Linked DNA regions of Mus musculus: all the other regions are linked to region 2. The links are chromatin contacts, called in public HiChIP or PLAC-seq and promoter capture Hi-C maps. All regions are on one chromosome and are shown on one strand. Each heading gives the region's core, a stretch centred on a gene start, on an enhancer-like site or on the middle of the called end of the contact. The rest is flanking DNA. Distances are from core to core; before and after follow the strand shown. Region 1 holds the start of R3hcc1 (R3H domain and coiled-coil containing 1). Region 2 holds the start of Ccar2 (cell cycle activator and apoptosis regulator 2). Region 3 holds the start of Tnfrsf10b (tumor necrosis factor receptor superfamily, member 10b). Region 4 holds the start of Fam160b2 (family with sequence similarity 160, member B2). Region 5 holds the start of 4930480K23Rik (RIKEN cDNA 4930480K23 gene).

What was found. Promoter capture Hi-C pulls out the DNA fragments that hold promoters and counts their contacts. HiChIP or PLAC-seq counts read pairs in DNA pulled down with a chosen protein or histone mark.
Region 1: a contact with region 2 is called in a promoter capture Hi-C map of pre-B cells. The contact joins the promoter of R3hcc1 here to the promoter of Ccar2 in region 2. A contact is called at or near these places in 10 of 39 promoter capture datasets (the 3T3-L1 cell line, the C10 cell line, cranial neural crest and 7 more), 1 of 15 datasets of contacts at CTCF or cohesin (large pre-B cells), 4 of 115 datasets of contacts at active chromatin or transcription factors (bone marrow-derived macrophages, embryonic forebrain, embryonic limb bud and 1 more) and 4 of 9 other capture datasets (adipose tissue, embryonic stem cells, liver and 1 more).
Region 3: a contact with region 2 is called in an H3K4me3 HiChIP or PLAC-seq map of the SCID.adh cell line, with 4 times the contacts expected there. The contact joins the promoter of Tnfrsf10b here to the promoter of Ccar2 in region 2. A contact is called at or near these places in 6 of 39 promoter capture datasets (the C10 cell line, cranial neural crest, frontonasal cranial neural crest and 3 more), 6 of 115 datasets of contacts at active chromatin or transcription factors (the SCID.adh cell line, astrocytes, embryonic hindbrain and 3 more) and 3 of 9 other capture datasets (adipose tissue, liver and macrophages).
Region 4: a promoter capture Hi-C map of the HPC-7 cell line shows a contact between it and region 2. The contact joins the promoter of Fam160b2 here to the promoter of Ccar2 in region 2. A contact is called at or near these places in 13 of 39 promoter capture datasets (3T3-L1-derived adipocytes, the HPC-7 cell line, cranial neural crest and 9 more), 1 of 484 Hi-C or Micro-C datasets (CD4 T cells), 3 of 115 datasets of contacts at active chromatin or transcription factors (bone marrow-derived macrophages, embryonic stem cells and memory CD8 T cells) and 2 of 9 other capture datasets (adipose tissue and liver).
Region 5: a promoter capture Hi-C map of pre-B cells shows a contact between it and region 2, with 6 times the contacts expected there. The contact joins the promoter of 4930480K23Rik here to the promoter of Ccar2 in region 2. A contact is called at or near these places in 20 of 39 promoter capture datasets (the 3T3-L1 cell line, 3T3-L1-derived adipocytes, the C10 cell line and 14 more), 1 of 15 datasets of contacts at CTCF or cohesin (large pre-B cells), 21 of 484 Hi-C or Micro-C datasets (the 63-12 cell line, B cells, CD4 T cells and 15 more), 19 of 115 datasets of contacts at active chromatin or transcription factors (the 230-238 cell line, the SCID.adh cell line, acute myeloid leukemia and 13 more) and 5 of 9 other capture datasets (adipose tissue, embryonic stem cells, liver and 2 more).

What each region holds. Positions count from the first base shown.
Region 1 is chr14:69,706,309-69,709,008 of GRCm38.p6, reverse strand. R3hcc1 (R3H domain and coiled-coil containing 1) reads left to right here and starts at 1,425. Exons shown (of 8, transcript NM_001146012.2): 1 at 1,425-1,503; 2 at 1,828-1,955; 3 at 2,325-2,462. The coding sequence starts at 1,846.
Region 2 is chr14:70,152,507-70,155,206 of GRCm38.p6, reverse strand. It overlaps Ccar2 (cell cycle activator and apoptosis regulator 2), which reads left to right and starts at 1,416. Exons shown (of 21, transcript NM_146055.3): 1 at 1,416-1,580; 2 at 2,450-2,543. The coding sequence starts at 2,486. It overlaps 9930012K11Rik (RIKEN cDNA 9930012K11 gene), which reads left to right. Exons shown (of 7, transcript NM_001112735.1): 7 at 1-802. The coding sequence ends at 39.
Region 3 is chr14:69,766,075-69,768,774 of GRCm38.p6, reverse strand. It overlaps Tnfrsf10b (tumor necrosis factor receptor superfamily, member 10b), which reads right to left and starts at 1,303. Exons shown (of 8, transcript NM_020275.4): 1 at 984-1,303. The coding sequence starts at 1,115. It overlaps 4930480K23Rik (RIKEN cDNA 4930480K23 gene), which reads right to left. Exons shown (of 3, transcript NR_130157.1): 3 at 1,662-1,710.
Region 4 is chr14:70,598,515-70,601,214 of GRCm38.p6, reverse strand. It overlaps Fam160b2 (family with sequence similarity 160, member B2), which reads left to right and starts at 1,380. Exons shown (of 17, transcript NM_194345.1): 1 at 1,380-1,473. The coding sequence starts at 1,429.
Region 5 is chr14:69,731,451-69,734,150 of GRCm38.p6, reverse strand. It overlaps 4930480K23Rik (RIKEN cDNA 4930480K23 gene), which reads right to left and starts at 1,317. Exons shown (of 3, transcript NR_130157.1): 1 at 483-1,317. Chmp7 (charged multivesicular body protein 7) reads left to right here and starts at 1,581. Exons shown (of 10, transcript NM_134078.4): 1 at 1,581-1,960. The coding sequence starts at 1,662.

The sequences.
Region 1 (2,700 bases), core at 176-2,675, 450 kb after region 2:
GCTGTCCTGGAACTCACTCTGTAGACCAGGCTGGCCTCGAATTCAGAAATCCGCCTGCCTCTGCCTCCCAAATGCTGGGACTAAAGGCGTGTGCCACCACTGCCCAGCTAACTTGTTTTTCTTTCTGTTTCCTCCCTCCCCCCCACCCTGTTTCTTTCTTTGTTTTTGTTGTAAGAGCTTCCACTGTATGTTTTGTGAGCCTTCTGTTCGGTGCTTTCAGTCTTGGAACTTCTATATCTTCGTGGTGATCTGACCCTTTTACCATGGTATACAATTCCTTGGTGTCACATGGTTAGGTCCTGGAACTTTTCCTGCCTTCTTTCCTGACCCCCACTCCAGCAGGAGCCAAGGAGCTGAGTGCAACCCCGTGTAGCTTGGATCAGTCCTTAATCTTTCAATCATGCCTCCTATTTGGGGTAAAATTTTAGAAGACGCCAGCTTCTCTCACTGAGCTCACCTAGCCTTATTGTGTTTTCTGCTTCTGTGCCGGACTTCTGATCACCGTGTCAATACTCGAAAGGTGTTGAGTCTTAGTCATAGCATATCTATAAGCATTGGTTTGGCAAGCACACTAGATCTAGGTTTTGATACTCAACTCTAGTCAGCGTATTAGTGGCTACTGGACCTAGTGGCCCACTTTGGCCCAACTTGGGTCTCTGTGTGACAAGAGACCTTTGCAGGTCTCTCACTGAGATGATATAGGGGACAGATTCTGGATACAGTGTTTAGAAACGTTTACAGAGGTGTAGGATTGTCTTGTCTGCTTGTATATATATGCACCATCTGTTTGCTCAAGGAGTTCAGAAAAGGCTGTTGGATCCCTTGGAATTGGTGTTACTGATGGTTCTAAGCCACCCTGTGGGTGCTGGGATCTGAGCTTAGGTTGCCTCAGGAGCAATATTATTAACAGCCCAGTCAATTTTTCAGCCCCATAAAAAAAGATTTATTTACTTGTTTGTATGTGCACCAAGTTTGTGTCCGAGTGCTGATGTTACTGGGACCTGAAACCAGAGAGAGGTTCCCCTTCTTAATTCCTAAATCATCTCCCCAGCTCCAGCCTCCCGCTCTTACCTCTTTCTTCCTCCATTAGGTACCAGGTCAAAGGAACCTAAAATTAGAAATATATAATGTCATCACTATTTAGCATCTAGTAGCTGTTCCCTCGTGTTGGCAGAACTCAATTGGTTCTAGAAGATAAAAGTACTATCTGACTTTGGAATCAGAGCCACTTTTGACTTGTGTAACTCTAGACAAGTCATATCACCTTTTTGGGTCTCTATTTTCCCAAGAGAATAATTGCTTAGTTGCTTCTTTGAGGGAAGCCCTATGCGTTTGGGTTAGAGCAGCTCTGGCCCTGCCCCAGCTCTTTACAAGAACACGCCCCTCTGCGGCACGTGCAATATCTCCTCCCGGCCTCACGATGGCGCTAATTCCGCTGGGAAGAAGGGGACGCTCAGGCTCTTGGGGACCCTGAGCGCGGCGGCAACTTTCCGAGCTGCCGCGGTGAGTGTTGAGGGTGTTGGGTGTTTCCTCCTGGGATCGCGAAAGGGAAGGACGACTGCGTGTTGTGGGACGGTTTCAGTGGGCTGCGCCCCAGAACTGAAAAGCCCGGGTAACACGCGGCGAGACGAGGCGGTGCTGGGAGCAGGGAATCCAGCCTGGCTCTGGACGTGAGCGCACTCGGCTCCACACTCACGCGCCTCCCATCCCGCTCCACAGTGGCCAGGGCTGCGAAAGTCTCCAAAGTCCTTGCTGCAGGGACACTTAGGGCTGTGGGCGGCCTCTGGGCCCATATTCTGATCCCGGCCTTGGCCACCGCTCCTACAGGCTCTGCCATCTGTCACCCTGGCCCTTCTCTGCTTGGACGGTGTCTTCCTCTCCTCGGCCGAAAATGACTTTGTCCACCGGGTCCAAGAGGAGCTCGATCGTTTCCTGCTGCAGAAGCAGCTATCCAAGTACGGGGAACGAGGGAGTGGCTTTTAATGCCAGGATAGGCATGGTTTGCCCCTCTCCCAGGTTCTGTGCCCAGGTAACTGGCTGGTCCACCAGAAAGGCCCTGCCTTTAGCCTCTGCCAACTTGCCCAGCCACACCTTTCCTTTGTATCGCAGCATCACCCCACTCAGGCAGAAGTGCTCACTTTCTTCTAGATGATGGGAACTGTAGCTCCCTTTGATGATCTACTTTGCAATTAGGCAGGGACCTGCTTGGGCACAGTGAGCCTGGTGTTAAAGCCACCATAAACCTGGGAGCGGCCTGGGTGGGAATTGGGTGTGGGGTGAACCCGCGGTCTCAAGCTTATTATTTCCATTTGGTTCCTTTGCAGGGTCCTACTTTTTCCCCCAGTCTCCAGCCGCCTGCGGTACCTGATCCATCGAACGGCGGAGAATTTTGATCTTTTGAGCAGCTTCTCTGTTGGGGAGGGCTGGAAGAGGAGGACAGTCATTTGTCACCTGGACATCAGGTGAGTTTGTCCTACTGCTTTGGAGGGTTCTCAGCAGCTGTGTGTGTGTGTGTGTGAGTGTGTGTGTGTGTGTGTGATGATTGGACTAGCTGGCTAGCCAAGGAGGGTAGAGTTTGGTAGGAGCCAGGGCCACAGTCACAGTTGCCTTTTGCTTCATCAGGGATGCAACTGACTTGGCTGTTCAGCTGTTCGTGTTGGGCCAAAGAAAATATAGTGCACACAAGCAGTTGGGCTAGTA
Region 2 (2,700 bases), core at 167-2,666:
GTGGTTAAGAAGCCACGAGCAAAAAATCTTTCTGTATGACCTCTTGGTGTACCTGGTGACCTTGGGAAGAAGTCCCTCACATTTTGGCTTACTGCTGCTTCTCTGCACTGCCAAGAAAAGCTATTGGTGCTTGCTCCTCTTCAAGGTGAAGGCCAAATCCATCTCTAAGCATCGAAGCAAGGAGCCCTGGATCCCCAAGAGGTTCCTGAGTGCAGTTCCAGCACTCTTCCAGGGCTCTTCCTCCTCATCAGAAATCTCTGGGCTTAGGCAATGTGAATTGACTTATTTATCAGGTGCTCATAGAGCATGTTTAGTATGGGAGTGTGTCAGCATGTTGCAGATGTAAGTTTATGCAATCTTTGTTGGACTTCCGTCTGCCCCATCTGATGGAATCATTCGTCCAAAGGGTTGGTGTTTGGGGTGTCACTGGAAGGATGGCACCGATCTTCATTCCACAATGAACAGTTACTAATGTGGACTTCTAATGTCTTCCTCATACCTGAGACGGCAGCCCTAGGACCAAGAACAACATTGCCTTGGGTACCTTTGTAGTGAGTCACGGCTCTGGAGTACAGCCCCTGAAGGCTGAATGAGGGATGGGGGGAAGGTCAAGAACATTGAGAGGAACAACACATAACTTGCAAGGTCAACTCTAAGATGCTGTGTTCTATCCTGGAGTTTAACCATAGCGAAGTCTCTTAATTTCTGAGCCACAGCTTCCTACTTGGGACCATGATACCCACCTTACCTACCTCATAAGCTTGTTAGGAGGATGAAGTAACATTAAACATTCTCAATGTGTGCTGTGACTGTTAAATGACCTGGGAAGGGTGTGATGCTGGAGGCAAACAGGAGTGGGGAGATGGGAGGCCAGAAGTTAAAGGAAGGTGTGTGTGTGTTCACTGTTAATAGTTGTGAAAATAGCCACATTTCTGGCAAGATTTTGGATAGAGCCACTTCATTAAGATCGTGTACGTTTCATATTTGAGAGTCTGGGTATAGATTTCGGATATGCTTACCCCTTGCTGATGGTGCAGTCAAGAAAAGGACAGGAATAGGGATGGGGGTGGGGTGGGGTGGTCATTGGCTTTAGTCAGAAGACTATCCCCTGGAAATGGACCCCCAGTAGGCACGCTCCTCCTCTAGCCAATGGAGGCCCTGCTTCTTTTGTTGCTGTAGTCTTGGGGGTTAGTAGAGCACAGCAGGGTGTGTAAGTGGTAGTCCCCTTCCTTGTGTTTGTGGGAGTGGGTCCAGTTCCAGTCATTTTGAGACCTGGAACCAATGGTTCGAGCTTACTTTTCTGATGGGACACTTGAGAGAGGACACCACCGAGCTCGGCTTCCGAAGGCATTATCGGATCTGGGAAGGCGCACTTCCGTTCCACAGTTGGAGCGGGATGGCAGGCTGGTGTGGGGGAAGGGAGAGGTCGATGGAGAAGAGGGAGGTACCATATCCGGGAGAGTGGCAGCTTCCGACCAGTGGTCTCTCTTCCGGAGAGGCGTTTCCGGTGGTGGTGGCAGCGGCGGCTGCGGTGGTTCCGGGTGTCTTTGTCCCCCTGGTGTCGTGGCCCTGGCCCGCAGGTGGGTTGGGGGCCTCCTGCTGCGCCCCCGCCTCTCCGTCTCTCTCGGGTGGCGAGGCTGCGGGGTCCGAACGGCGAAGATGCGCCAGTCGCGGAAAGAGCCGAGCCCCTCTGGACTGCAAGCTCCGTCGCCCTGGCAACGGCCTCGGCCCTGGGGGCGGGCGGGAGGAGGAGAAACCTCGCGCCGTGAACCTCCCACGGTGGCTTCTCGGTGGCCCGGCCCGGAAAGCTCTGCGCAGGCGGCTGCGGAGGCCGGAGCCTAGGGTCGGGACCTAGGAGGAGGGAGCGGCGTGCAGGCCGCTTGGCGAGGGCCGGCTGGACAGCTCCCTTCCCACCAGCGGGTCCTAAAGACGCCTGGCGGGCTTCCGGGGAGAGGGCCCGCATCACCAACCCGCTACTCGCACCTTTTATTTTTATTTTTTGCCCCGGCCCTGCGTGGAGTGTTCTGGCGGATGTTTTTGAATGAATGAATGTCACCGGAGCTCTTCCAGCCCCTCACTCCTCCAGCTTCTCTAAGGGGTGCCAGTGACATAGTGAAAGGAGTGCTAAGTTGTTGGGAGACCTGGGTGTGAGTCCCACTCTGTCACTACCTGGTTTTGTGGCCTTGGGCAAGTCTCCGGATCTCAAAGCTCCAGTTTCCTTGTCTGTAAACCAGCATGTCACTAGCACCCACCACTAGGTTATTGTGAGAACAAACTGGAGTAACGTTACTACCAATTTCATCTCCTCTACATCCTCTCCATTCTTCCATTTTAGGACCCACCTCTTCACCTTAAAAGCTTTACTTAAGATTTTCTATCCCCCCTCCCCCTCCCCAATAGATGGAAGTTTTCCATTGGAGCTGCTAACTTCTTTCTGTTTTGATTGAAGGTTTCCCCCCAAGACCTTGAAAGGACAGTATTCCAAATGTCCCAGTTTAAGCGGCAGAGGATCAACCCACTTCCAGGGGGACGCAACTTCTCAGGTGCTTAACTCCTTACTGGTTACACTCAGAACATGCTCGAGACTCAGTTTCAAAAACTATGGCTCTTGGGTGTTTTTCTGAATGTCTGAGTAGCTGATTGGAGCCACCTAGACCTCTGGGTTTATAAGATCCTCTGGCTATCTTCTAGTGCTTCGGG
Region 3 (2,700 bases), core at 54-2,553, 390 kb after region 2:
GAAGTATTAAAACAGAAGGTGGAGAACTGTGTCCAGCCTGGTGGAAATGAGTCTAGAATATAATATAAGAATATATACAATAAGTGTCTCTAAAAAGACACTTGTGTGCCTTTCTATTTGAAGTTAGAAACAATGGACTCCAAGACACTGGAATTCCCCTCAACAATCTCATCTGGCAGAAGGGGAAAGGCCCGATTCTAGGCTCTTCAGGGCCCCTTTACTCTTTTTAAGCCCAGTAAGTTGCAGAGTCCAAGAAACTGGAAAAAGTACAGTCAGTGATGTGACGCGGAAATTGAACAGAACTTTCTGGCAGCTAAAGCTAACACCAGGCAAGGCTTCCTTTCCTGCCTGGAAAGGGATGTCCAGCAGCTAGGGAGGGTCTCCACCCCCTCCCCCCAACAGCCCCCTCCACCTGGCTCCCCCACCATGGCCTTCTCTGTCCTTAGGATCCTACAGGGTAACTGGATCCTTCCTCCGCCCACTGTCCCCTCTCCCTTTCCCTGCTCCACCTTGGGTGCCCTGGTGCGTTTTTGCTGGGTCAGCTGCTCGCCACGCCCCTCGCGTGCCATCTCCACAAGCCCCAACCCAACGCCAGAACTTTCTTCCCACCATCTTTGAGGACCTCTCATCTACCGTCAGGACCTTTTTCTACCAGAGCGGCGCCTCACATCCTCCCAGTCTAGAGTGTTCCGCCCACCTCCCCATCCAGTCCTGACCCACCTCACCTTCGGGTCCCCCACCCCCCCTCACTCCACCCCCCCTCTCACTCCACCCCCCCAACCCTCTCACCCCACCATCGAACCTTCTAGGCTTCCCTGTTGAGGCCTACCTGGACCCCCGCGGAGTCGTGTCCCCCCCACCCCCCGCAGTGTCAGACCTCTCCCACCACACGCACGTGCGCGCCCGGCTCTCAGGACATTTCCTTGCCATTTCCTTTCCTGGCCGGCTTCCCACTTCGGGCACCGCAGTCGCGCCACACTCACCTGTAGCACAGCAAGCAGCAACGCAAAGCTATATAGAAGTCTGCGCTTCGGGAGTGGCCGGAGGCCTGGGGTGTAGTGATCTGCCCGGGCAGCGGCAGAGGCTGTGGGCGTGCTGGGTCCTGGAGGCTCCATGGTGTCAGCTCATCCGAAACCCTGCGGCTTCAGCTCCCAAAAGCCACGAAGGATGGCTGTCCCCTCACTCCTAAAAAAGTTCTCTGGATTTCCTCACTCCCAGAAAAGTTCTGGATTCTTGTCGCGGCGACTTGACGCTTAGTGGTACCTCCAACCTCCGCGGGCTTGCGCGCGCACCGGGCAGGGGTGGGGAAATCCACCTTGGGAGGAGCTTGATTACGCGTCCAACCCCGATCCTACCTAATATGAAAACTTGGGAGCAGTCGCCGGACAGAATCTGAACAACTTTTATTTTTTTAAAGAATCACACCACTTTTATTATATTTGTCAGGTCGTGGTTGGAGACGCCCATGCTTATTAAAAAAAAAAAAACCAACTCGTAATACTCAAAGGTCTGCCTGTCCCTTCATATTTTGACTAATATGATATTCACCTTTGAGTTTCAGCTTGTGTCCCTGGAGGAGCCGACTTGAAGATGTCTGTAGTAGTGAGTACTCCTCCTTCCTCATCTTCTGTCTCCTTCATCTCTCCTTCTCTTCTTCTCTTCCTCTTCTTGAATTTGTTTTTGTTACAGTTGTATGCTACCAGGCAGTATCTGAGAACACAGAAAAGGAAATGATAGAATGGATGGTCTCACCCCAGTAACAGAAGCGAAATCAATCCGTGTCTCTGTAACGTTTGGAACACTGAACACACTTAGCCGTGGTGGTAAAGCACTTCAATCCTAGCACGAGCAGAGGCAGGCTGGTCTCTGAGTTAGAGTCCAGCCTGGTCTACAGAGTGAATTTCAGGACAGCCAGGGCTACACAGAGAAACCATGTCTTTAAACACACACACACACACACACACACACACACACACACACACACCTAAACCAACAAAACACAAACAAACAAAAAGAATAGATGACCTCATCTACCCACATCAGTGCATTTTGGTAATTTCACAATCTCAATCAATCAATCTCTCTCTCCACATTTATACACACACATATATATATGTATATACATATATATCTCACATATACACATTATATAATATATACACACATATATACACGTACATATACATGCAGGTGTACTGGTGCCTCTAATCTCTGCACTCAGGAGGTAGAGGCAAGTGGATCTCTGTGAGTTCAAGGCCATCCTGGTCTACATACTGAGTTCCAGGACAGCCAGAACTATGTTGTGAAACCCTGTCTTGAAAAAGCAAACCAATTATAACAAGAGTTTGAATTTCCATATGCTTCAGGCCTCCAGATTTCCAGTATAGAATATCATTGAACAAACATCATCACATTTGCCTCAGTTTACTTCTTAATCCACAACCCCAAACAAAATTTTGTAGGGGGGAAATGCATATTTTCAAAGAAGTAAGTTGCTTAAAACCTGACATAATTCTGTAAGCTTTCTAGTACCAAAATAAAGTATTCGGTTTGTTAAGAACCTGTATCTTCTGATTGGTGGACCTCTGTGAGTTCAAGGCCTGCCTGGTCTGCATAGAGAGTTCCAAGACAGCTACAGCTACATAATAGAGACCCTGTCTCAAAAGAAAGAAAAATCTAACTTCTGTCTAATCACCCGAG
Region 4 (2,700 bases), core at 131-2,630, 450 kb before region 2:
CCTAGAATTTGCTCTGTAGACCAGGCTGGCCTTGAACTAGTAGAGATCTGCCTGCTTCTACTCCCTGAGTGCTGGGATCAAAGGCATGTGACATCAAGTGCAATTTACATGTTTTTTTGTTTTTTTGTTTTTTGTTTTTGTTTTTTCGAGACAGGGTTTCTCTGTATAGCCCTGGCTGTCCTGGAACTCACTTTGTAGACCAGGCTGGCCTTGAACTCAGAAATCCGCCTGCCTCTGCCTCCCGGGTGCTGGGATTAAAGGCGTGTGCCACCATGCCCGGCCCAACTCTTGTTTTTAATGTCTCACTATGTTTCTAAGACTGGCCTGGAATTTATAGTGCAGCCCAGGTATGGTAACACAAGCCTATAATCTCCAGCCTTGGAACAAAAATAATGGTGAGTTTTAGGATATCCTGGATATTTAAGATAGATGTAAGTAATTTAATCATTTATAATTTATGTAAATACCTATATACATTTACATAATTTTTATATAATTTATGTATTATTTATCCATCTATCTATTTACTTATCTGATACTGAGGATTGAACCAAGAGCCTCATGCAGCCCTTGTTTTTTATTGTTTGCTTTGGTTTTTGTTTTAAACAGTTCGTGTCTTCAACCTCTCTCTCTCTCTCTCTCTCTCAGTGGTGTGTGTGTGTATGTGTGTGTGGTGTCAGTGTGTTGTAATTGTGTGAGTGGTATGTGTGTGTGTATGTATGCATGTATCTTTGTGTTCGGAGTGTGTGTGTCAGTGTGTGTGTGTGTGTATGTGTTTGGTACGGGATCTCACTACCTCCTTGAATTGTTGATACTACTGAGTGCTGGGATTGATTGCAGGTGTACCCCAATTGCTTTCTTTCCCTCCAGAGCGGGGGACATGAGACAGATTTTGCTGGGACTCTTCGGATCAATTCCTAATCAAACAGCAAACCTTAGAGGACATCTTTTCCAATAACGACCTTTTTTTTTTTTTTTATAAAAGTACTGAACAACAGGGTGAAATTAATATTAGCCATAACCTATTCCAATATTCCTAATCCATTACATTTAAACATGTCGTCAATTCTTCCCACTATGTCTTTGCCTTCTGGAGTGTCCTTGACACAGCTTGTCAGGGCCAGGTCATTTTAAACACTCCAGAGCCGTGTGTGTCCAGGGCTACTGTGTTGGTAGGATTGTGAGGGTGCACGAGGAATTAGAAGTCTCTGGGTGTTACTCAAAGGAATCTTAGGTCATCAGCTCCCAGGGTGCTCCCCACCGCCCTCCATCAGGACCTGCCCAGCCCTGGGCTTAGAGCGCCCCCGAGCCCTCCGGCAGGGGCGGGGTTTCAGAGCCGGGTCCCGCCTCCCGCCCGTTGGGCCGCCTCCTCCGCCACCGCTGCGCCGCCACCGGGAGCCGGGCCGCGAGCCGGGCCGGGCCGCCATCATGCTGAGCCGGCTCGGGGCACTGCTGCAGGAGGCCGTGGGGGCGGTGAGGCCGGGCCCTGGTCGGACCGGAGGGGCGGGCGCGGGCAGGGGGGCGGGCGGGTGAGGTGCGGGCCCCTTGGGCAGGGCCCCTCCCCTGGCCCCGACGCCGCTTCCGGGCTTCGTCTTCGGGTACAGTCCCGCGTCGCGGCCGCCAGGAGCGCCTAGCTCCGGGGTTCTCTCCAGACCGACCGGCTCCCTCGATCTTGCGCCTCGCTCTTCTGATCCTAAGCCCGACTCTCGTGATCCTGAGCCATGCTCCCTTGATCCTGAGTCCCGATCCCTCGATCCGGCCTCCGCACTGCTTCCTGTTGTGCTTCCTGTGTCCCACTCCCTGACCTGCGACTCGGTCCCCCGAGCCTGCGCTCCGCTCGGCTTCTTTAACGTTCCCTGTGCCTCGAGAGCTTCCGCTAGCTTTGTAACTCTTCTCTCCCCAAAGGTTCCCTTGTCACCAGCCCTTTCTCCCAGATCTGCCCCCACGCCTCCTCCTCCGCCCGGCAGCCTTCCTTTCTCGTTCCTGACGTTCCTCCATTCCTCCTCACCTGGGATTGACAACAGCCTTCCCCTTCCTCTCTTAGCTGCCAGACAACTACTGGGAGCAGGGGTTCCCGCACTGAGTTCCCTCTTAGCATGGGAGTTGCAGCCCTGAGTGACATAAGTCCCAGGAAGAAGGTGATAGAGACCTTTGCAGGGGTGGGTGGTCGCGAGAACCCGGAAGTAGCCCTCTGCAGGCTTATCTCAAGCCACTGAGCCAGCTGACCTTGAGTTAGGGACTTCAGCCTGCCGGAGGGGCTTTGAATGGAAGAGTTGTTTCCATGCAAAGCTAGCTTGCTTGCGCTCTCTCTTTTACCTTCTCTCTCTCCTCTCTCTCCTCTCTCTCTCTCTCTCTCTCTCTCTCTCTCTCAGTTTGTGTTTAGGCCCCTTTTTTCTGGAAGTGCATGTCCCTGGTCACTTCATTCAGCAGCCTTGCAAGAAGCTATTTGAAAAGTTAATTATTTTTTTCTCATTGTATAAGAACACTGTCTAATTGATGGGTTTAGTCTATCAAATTGTGTCCTGAGAAACAATCTTAGGTCTGACGCCCCCCCCCCCCCCCCAGTCAGAACCTTCATTGTTTTTGGTGTTTGGTGTTTGTTTGTTTGAGACAGGTTGTCTCTATGTAGCCCTGTATTCTTTAACTCCCTCTGTAGACCAGGCTGGCCTCGAACTCAGAGATCCACCCGCCTCTGCCTCC
Region 5 (2,700 bases), core at 68-2,567, 420 kb after region 2:
CACACATCATATAACTAAACACTCCATTTCCTCCTTCAAAATGCTTATTAAAATTCAATGAAACTCAATGCTCATGAAAATTCACCTTAACACTGTTTCAACTACTCTGAAGCCCGAAACTCATCACATTTCCCTCAAACTGGAAATACCAGTTTATAAAGGCGACTATTTAACAGAAATTACTTTTTCCTAAGTCGAAACAAACTTTCGCTTTAATTTTTAACGTTTACACCAACAGTTCCTTTCACCTTTTAGATTGTTTGTTTGCTTGCTTGATAAGTCTTTTAAAAATCAGCATATTTCCAGGCTGGATCTGTAGTTACCGTCGTCTGCAGGGCAGAGCTCAACTAAAACTACAATTCTACAATTCCAGGGGATCCAACACCCTCTTCTGGTCTCTGTGGGCATTGGACGTACGCGGTGCAGTTGCACACAAGTAAGCAAAACATAAATACACGGTATTTATGGGAACTATTACTAACCTGCATCGTCCTGCTTCTGTAACCTGAAGGTTTTCTGCTCCTCGATCAAGCAGAGAAGCCATGGTGCTATACCTCATTTTTGTTAAAAGTTCATATCCTGTCATGCTTGCCAACAGCGACCACGTTAATGGAAGTATGGAACCAGTAGTTTTCCCCTTTATAAACCTGTCTTTAACGGTCGGGGCAGTCTCTCTAGACTTGTAGTGAGTGCGTGCCCTCGGCCGGGTCTGTGCAAATTTCAAATTAAAAAACAGCTCGTCCTAGTCTCTTTTTGAACGGTCCGGCTATAACTACCACCACCACAATTTATTCTCAACACTGAACAAATTTTGTAAGACTCTTCAAGACGGAAAAGTAACTAGAGGGTAAGGTTTAAGTACCTCTCAGTCCATAAAGTATTTTCTGCAGTAGCGCTGTCATTGCAAGACACTTGCATCGCTGTCTGCCCTCTCCTTCGAGGAAGCAGAAAGGTCAGAGACAAATGCTAAACTGGCAGCCAAGGCAGCCGGAGCTTCAGATGAGAGTTGGAACGATTTTTTTTTTTAAAGGACCTGGCAGAATATGAATTTTCAGGAGAAAAAGGACATCCCAGAGCTAAAGAGCGGGAAGAAAGTGATTAAGAAGACTATCTCTAGCCCTAAAAATGGGTCCAGTGTCACGGAGCTTTGGGACCATTTTTGTTAATCGGCTGATATTCTAGTGAAAGAAAGGTATCTTGGGCGTTTGTTTAACTTAAAAGTCTCTGGGCTAAGGAGAGCTACACCAGATCCAAGGTTGTGTATCCACCTGCAGCTCCCATAGCCTCAGCCTGGCTAACCTTAAGCCCGAACCACCCGGGAGGTGCAATAGGTAGCCCCTCTAGTACGCCTCGCCAAACTCTATGGTTGTGGCGCACGCGCAAAAGCCTTCCCGTCGCACAAAGGCCACGGAGAGAAGGTCCGGCGCCTGCGTTCTGCCTCTCTCGGGCGAGAACGCCCTCCTCCCTCCCTCCCGGCCAAATGAATGCCGCGCCACGCCTGCGCCCTGAAGACTTGCGGGACTTTTATCGCACAGGCGGCGGTGGTGACGTGATGGCTGAGGAGGAGGGCGTGAAGGAACGACGGAAGCCGAGAGGGACCTGGGGCGGAAGGGGACCCGGGCCAGGCTTGTGTTCGGTTCCTTGGCGGGGCTGGGGTTCCGATGTGGTCCCCGGAGCGGGAGGCCCAGGCCCCGACCGGGGGAGACCCGGCGGGCCTCCTGCCGCCCGAGTGGGAGGAGGATGAGGAGCGCATGTCTTTTCTGTTCTCCGCCTTTAAGAGGAGTCGCGAGGTGAACAGCACCGACTGGGACAGCAAGATGGGCTTCTGGGCTCCGTTGGTGCTGAGCCACAGCCGCCGCCAAGGGGTGGTGCGCCTGCGACTGCGGGACTTGCAGGAGGCCTTCCAGCGCAAGGGCAGTGTCCCGCTGGGGCTGGCTACGGTGCTGCAGGACCTGCTGCGGTGAGGACCGAGGCCGAGAGGGCCAGGCGGGGGGCGGCTCCCCAGGGCTGACATCAGACCTGCCCCTTGACAGCCCAGACTCCGCGTCCAGGGTTTGTTCAGTGGGTGGAGGAGGAGGAGGGGGACGAGGAGGCTGCTCCACGGATGGATGTCTGGACTCAGAGAGAAAGAGGGGCTGGGATGGTTGGAGTGACTGGGGATAGGCAGAATGGTCCAGAAGAGACCCATCTTTGCAGAGGTGTCAGCGGGACACTTGAACTGGGATCCTGTTATGCAGTTATTTCCACAGGACCTCCAGACTTGAATTACTTTTACAGCAGATCTCTGCGGTGGGTACTTTGAACTAAGAGAGAACAGAGCTAAGGAGAGAGTACTCATGGGATTCTAGACATCTTGACAAGAGAACTCTGGTACAGGTCGTACAAGTAGCCTTTCCTGGTATGTCCGGGACGGAGATTATTTAGACCAGAGAGGAGAGTTTAACTGTGTAGCTGGGGGCCTCTGAAAGAGCTTTATGTGATAAATGTGTGTGATAGATACAGTGTTCAGGTTGTGCTTGAAGAGGTGGCATATCTGATAGATGACTGGTACTTCATGGTTTCAGATACTGTCAAACTCCACTCTCTGGCTTTTTTAATAGTCCAGGGCAAGATAATGCAGTTATCTTTATTAAAAATAAACAGTCTCAGAGAGATTAACCTATTCCAGGTTACACAGCTAGAGTAACCCCAGGGCTGGAT